Regions from separate parts of the Muntiacus reevesi genome. Here region 2 is linked to region 1. Evidence: chromatin contacts called from public Hi-C data. All regions are on one chromosome and are shown on one strand. Each heading gives the region's core, a stretch centred on a gene start, on an enhancer-like site or on the middle of the called end of the contact. The rest is flanking DNA. Distances are from core to core; before and after follow the strand shown. Region 1 holds the start of TTF2 (transcription termination factor 2). Region 2 holds the start of CD2 (CD2 molecule).

What was found. Hi-C and Micro-C count contacts between places; a contact is called where the count stands out from the background.
Region 2: a contact with region 1 is called in a Hi-C map of muscle, with 11 times the contacts expected there. The contact joins the promoter of CD2 here to the promoter of TTF2 in region 1. A contact is called at or near these places in 2 of 3 Hi-C or Micro-C datasets (blood and muscle).

Annotation. Positions count from the first base shown.
Region 1 is chr1:88,520,080-88,523,308 of mMunRee1.1, reverse strand. It overlaps TTF2 (transcription termination factor 2), which reads left to right and starts at 1,867. Exons shown (of 23, transcript XM_065906193.1): 1 at 1,867-1,958; 2 at 2,037-2,139. The coding sequence starts at 1,931.
Region 2 is chr1:88,824,724-88,827,877 of mMunRee1.1, reverse strand. It overlaps CD2 (CD2 molecule), which reads left to right and starts at 1,831. Exons shown (of 5, transcript XM_065927155.1): 1 at 1,831-1,942; 2 at 2,082-2,384. The coding sequence starts at 1,882.

The DNA.
Region 1 (3,229 bases), core at 618-3,117:
TGACTGTGCACCCTTTCATGGGGTTTGACCTGAGACCCTAGCTTGAATACTTGACAGAGGAACAGGTCCCTCCTTAATGGGGCACTTAAGAGGTCCTGATTTTGTCTTGTTTAAAAAAGGCATTTTTAAAGAAATAATTAAATTATCATGCCCCTTGTCCTGCAAATCCAATATTCAAGCTCTAATTCTCCTAATATAGCATTTATTGAATAAATGAATAGAACTCTCTCAATGCGAGAATTAAAATCTGGGTATAATGAAACTGTCGCTATTTGTTTTTTTACTCCTTTCCTATTTCTACATTTATCTATATGTGTTTCAGAAGGGATAATTATGTATAAACTTACTCTACTTTGCTTCCAGACACTCTTTAGTCCTAAGAATTTACTGGGATCTCCACTTATCATGGCATTCAAATGCTATTACATTGTTATTTAAGTGTTCAGTATGTGCTAGATTAGTTTCCTCCAAATATTGAGCAAGTTCTTTGTGGTTAGAATAGTCGTCTTAAACTTTATATGTGAATAAATGGATTGTATATTTCCTAAGCACCTAGTTCACATTGGGTATACAAAAAGCTATTTATTAAGAACTTATTTAATTCTTAATAAACAAGAATTGTTTGTTCTCAGGTTTGTCTCCCCTCCTCTGGCTCCCTATGACATTTACATTCACCACATAGCTCAGATTTCCTAGAACTTGCAGATTTTCCTGTCCTACTGTCTCTGTAAATACAGTTACACACGCCACACCATATGTCTGTACATATGGTCCTCAATAGTTGTAAGATAAAGCCGTCTCTCTTGCCATGTCTGATTCCTATTCCTCGCTTTTTGTTGACTATGAGATCTGATTACGATTTCAAATAGTCCCCTTTCTTTTAATTACATCCTCGATTTTTAATATTACAAACGCATATTAATAGCAAAAGTCTGACAATACAAAAGATACAGTATAAAACTCTCTTTCACCAAAGGCGATCTATTCCTCCTGTTGTTTCCACTTTGACATTTCTAACTCAGGTCTCCTACACTGAGTGCCTACAGAACGTACAGCACACAGGAGGCAGTTTTCTGAGCACCGTCGGCCAACTGCCCACTCACTAATTCTCTGACCTGGGGGGACTAACTCAAACTTTTGAGTTTCGGGGTCCTTAAAATGTTGCACATCCCACCAGGTTGTCAAGACAGACGTGTATGGGTAAGGGCTGTGTTGTGGGGTTCTAGAGAAGTCTTTAGGCCCGCTCTACAACAGACTGGTCAGTTCACCGCTTAGCTATAAAGGACGCCCCAACGGCCCTCACTCGCACCTCGCTTCGCTTCCACATGCAAATCCAGTGCCTCTTCCCGAGGCGGCGGCTTCTCTGGGACTCCCCTCCCTAGAGATCGAGCGCGGCGGCGGAGCGCCCACCAGCGCTAGGCCCCGGCAGGCATCCAGAAGACCGCGAAGCTCTAGGCGCTCTCGGCCTCGGGGAGAAGAGAGTCTTTTTGTAGAGCTCCTCTCTGCAGTCTGTAATGCCTGCTTCCTCTAGGGATGCCTCTAGGTCTTAAGCGTGCAAGGTAGAGTCGACCAGTTCCTTCCTCGCAAAGCGTCCCTCCTCCGGAAAGCCCCGCCAGCCTCCAAAACTCACTCCAGTTTCAGCCACGCCCCACGGGACAAAAAGCAGGTTTTCACCCCCCGCTCCATTTTTTATTTCGGCGCGCCGCGAATCTCAGGGCGGCCGTGATTGGTTGGAGGTGAGCACATGTCCCGTCTGATTGGCTGATAGTAGTTAGGGTCGGTGTGGCTAAAGCCGCCGCGGTGAATTATGGGGGATTAAGAGTGGTTGAGGTGGGTGAAGATTGTTTCTTGAATGAGGAGGGCGGAGAAAAAGGCGGAAGCAGGCGTTGGGAGAGGCGGTGGCTTCTGAGAAGAGGAAAGCTGGAGCGAGATGGAAGTAGTTAGGTGTCCGGAGCATGGTAGGAGGTCAGGGCCTAAGGGTCCAAGGGGTCTGCCAGGCTAGCTTGGTGTAATCGTTGTCGACCTTCTCTCCTTAGGGACTTCATGTCTTCTGAAGACCGGCGTCCGAGAGGGCCCGAATAAAGGAAAGAGCTTCTACGTGTGCCGGGCGGACACATGCAACTTTGTGCGGACCACCGAGTAGGTCTCCGAGCTAGGCACAATTCACCGGGACTGCGCGTGGCCACTCAGGAGTCGCCGCCAGCTCCCCGCTGCCCAAAAGGGCTAGGAGAGCTGGGACTCCTGGTCTTCAGAGCCAGGGCCCTTTAAGTGGTTGGTAGTCCCCGGCATGTTAGGGACACACTCCACTATTGCTTGCTATGTGACCCATGGCTGTTCACTTTCCCTCTCTGGGCCGCCAAGGCTCTCGTTTATAATCTAGAGGATTGGCTACATCTGGATCCTTCTGGGCCTTTTCAGTTCTGGGTTCACTGGCCTCGCCTTGCCGTCCCTTTTCCTGTTGGGACATTACTCCCATCCCGTTTATAACTGAGAACGTGCAGACATAGCAGAAAATAATTGGCTCCAGCTTTACACTAGTCTTAGGCCGAATTGGTTTCCAAATGTTTGAGGTTAAAACACCCTGGTAGTCAGATTAACGCGACCCTTTAAAAACAGGATTCTCCGCATTTAAGTGGTGAGTTTGATACTCGACAAAAACAAATTAGGGATTAAACCTGAAAAGACATAAGTAATCTGATTCAGCACTCTAGTTTTTATAAAATTAAAAGCTGAGACCGAGAAATAATAAGCATCTTCTTTGAAGTGAGAAAATACTGTTCTCATAAGTATTGTTAATATTTCATAGTATCTGGTGTCCACAGTTTCTATGTGAAATTTTAGACTATCACAAAATTATGCATTTTTCCCTGCTTTTTACTGAACTTGGGTTTCTACATGTGTAAGACACTATGGATATCAATAGAAAAGAAAGTATTTTTTTTCTATACATATATTAGCTTCTCATGTTTTTCCCACATGATTTAGATGATTTGTGTTTTTGTTACACTTTAAAACTTAAGTGGAAGATTTCTACCTTTTTTCAGATTTAGAAAATAAATTTTTTAGAAGAAGTATTTTCTTAGCCTTCTAATAAGTTGTTTTTTCATTTGAAAGAAATTACTGGGATCCATTTAAATTAAATACAAAATGACTTTACTTAAATTAGTGTTAAATCTTGAGATAGGAGGAACCAAACAAATTTCTCAAGCTATAAACATCATTATGTCAG
Region 2 (3,154 bases), core at 582-3,081, 300 kb before region 1:
ACCCAGTTTAATATCAAGGTGTCTGTCTTTTCCTTCTACATTTACATGAAAAATTTAATTTCAAAGATACTAACCTTTGTTATATATCATGCAAATAATTTGCCCCTTTCAATACTTTGTCTTTTAATGTTTCTTAGGGCTTCTCATGTACAAAGATTTTAAATTTTACATAGATTTATCGATCCTTTTCTTTTTCAGTTTCTGTCCTTGAAGTCACACTCCTTCAACATTCAGAATTAGGTGAGATGTCAGTGTTATGTGGCAACCTGGATGGGAGGGGAGTTTGCGGGAGAACGGATACATGTGTATGTATGGCTGAGTCCCTTTGCTGTTCACCTGAAACTGTGATGACGTTGTTGATCAGCTATACCCCAACACAAAATAAAAAATTTAAAGTTTGAAGAAAAAAAAAGAATTAAATGAGATGTGAGAGGAGCAGGATTGATTAATATTTCAGAGAGAACAGACATCTGCTCTCCATTTGTCCCGTGAGAGCTTAGGAAAATTACCAGAAAGGCCAAGGCAGGGAGCACCATGGCCATCACCATGTCGTCTGGACCAGGACTTGGGAGGCTGTGGTTGGCAGCTGGCTAGTGGGTGAGCCGCTTACAGGTAAGGGAGCTAGAGGCAAATTGTTTCTCAGGATCTGCATATGCTTTGGAACAGATGTGTTTTAAGCACCCTTTATTAAACACACTTTTTATTACAGAATGAATATGTTCATTATCAAAATTTCTAACTTCACCAAAGTTGATAAAATAGTGAAAGTTTCCTTTTTGCCTCCTCCAAATCCAAGTCCTGAAAGGGAAGTACTGTGAAAAGTTTGGCATGAGTCTTCACAGATTTCTTCCTATGTCTACACTATTATAGTATAATACAATACAATATAATATAGAATATGCTCTTAGGGCTACTTCTTTCTATTTTAACTCAACCAATATTTCATCATATGAATATACCACAATTTTAGTTGTTTGAAAATTGTTATTACCAAAAAAGCTATAACAAATATCCTTGGACAGAATTTTTTCACATTTATTCAAATATTTTTGAAAGATAGGTTTCTCAAATTAAAATTACTAAGTAAAAAAAAAAATATATGTGTATATATATATATTTTAAAGTTTAATGGAAACTGCCACATCCCACCCATGGGAAGTATACTTTATACTCCCTCAAGTATTATATGAAGGTGCCTGCTTCTCCCAACATTCCCATCAATAATGTAAATCACTGTCTTTTCTAACTTTGCCAATTTGAATGTGAAGATGGTGTTTTATGACTTATGTATAATAGCTATTATATATATATATCTGTAGCATTAGATGTCTTCTCATATATTTATTGACATTTTTTCTATAATGTATTTCTTCTATAAATTGCTTGTTTGTATTCTTTGTTCATTTTAAAAACCAAATTTCATTTGTCTTATTGATTGATAGGAATAATTTATCTATTTCAATAGCAATAATTTTTCATATATACTGCAGTGGAGGGCATAGAAGGCGGGCTGTAAGGTTGAATCTGGCTCTTTGTCAACTAAAGGGTGATTCTAAGTGGCTTACTTAGTCTGTTAGTTCCTCTTCTCTTTGACGAGCATAATAAAACCCACCCAAGGCTGCTGTGAGGATTAAAACATGATAAGAAGACATACTCACAAATATCCCTGCTTTGGCAAAGAGGTAAATCAGCCAGGTTGGTTTTCTGAATTGTATATGCTTGTGTGTGAGTGTGTGTGTGTACGTCTGTTTTCTATGTTACTGTAAAGAAGCAAGAAAGAGAGGCACGTGGTTACGCTCACAGGGGGTGGATTCCACTGATGTTACTTGAGTTCCTTTTGCAAGAAGAGCACAGAATCACAGAAGGAAACGATCCCCAAAGATGAACCTCGCATGTGAAATCTTAGCCAGCTTCCTTCTGATTTTCACTGTTCCCACCAAAGGTAAGTTGGAGTGAGGGTCTTCACCCTCACTGTTAGAAGCTTCGTTGGAGACCCTGAACTGAGTGTAAAAGTCAGAAAGGTCACAGCCCTGCTTTTCCTTGGTAGCAAGTCACCTCAGCAACTGTCTTGCTTTTTGTAGGTGAAGACCCTGAAAGCACTGTCGTCTGGGGTGCCCTGGATCATGACCTCATCCTGGACATTCCTGATTTTCAAAGGAGGGATACGGTAGCAGATATACAATGGAACAGAAACAAAGAAAAGATTGCACGAATCAGGAAAGACAAGCTACTTTACTACCAAACGAACAAATATGTTATGTTTACAAATGGAACTCTGAAAATTAAAAGTCTGATGAGAAACGATAGTGATCTCTATAAGGTAGAGGTATATAATTCAGATGGAGTAAACCTACTGAGCAAAACCTTTGATTTGAAGAGTCAAGGTAAGTCTTTGACCCCTAAATTCCTCCATCTCAAAATGGGTGCTATTTAGCAAGCCAAAGAGTAACATTTATGCAAGGTCCTCAGTCCAGATGTTGGCCTTGGGGAGCCCTAAAGGAAACTGAATGCATTCCTCCTGCCTCGATGCAAGCTCCAGTCTTGTGGGAGAGATAGACTCCACAGCTAATAGACACTCGTGTCTACACACTTCAACTCTCCAGAGGTGGTGGGGATGCTGGTTTGAGTGAAGGATCTAGATTGAGATGGCATTAATTAGGAGGAGGGGAATCAGTGGGCAGAAGGGGAAAAAGGTGGCCATTTCAGGTGGATGATGAAGGATAAGCTATGGGGCTAGGAAGGGGAGGCTGATTGAAGGGCAGTGGGTCTTCTGTCCAGAGAGACAATTTCAAGCCCGGATATCCTGAAGGAGTGGTGGTAAGTCAGGAAAGGAATAATGCATTAAAGGATGAATGGTTTCTAATCTGCTCAACATTAGCATGATCAAAGGTAGAAGGTGTTTTTGCTGGTATCTGCAGAAAATACACAAGGTGTGGCTCTGTCTCTCGGTGCATGTACTGGGGGAGCAGTAGTAACTGTGGGAGATGAAAGATGGAAGACTAGACAGGGGGCTGCTGCTTTAATCCAGGGGAAGCAGGAAGGGGCTGGTCAGTGAGTCTTAATTCAGGCTTCATGTTGGAATCAGCTGAGGTACAGTAAAATTTACCAGTACTAAGTCCCATCCCAGACCAATTAAATCAGAGTTTCTTGGCTC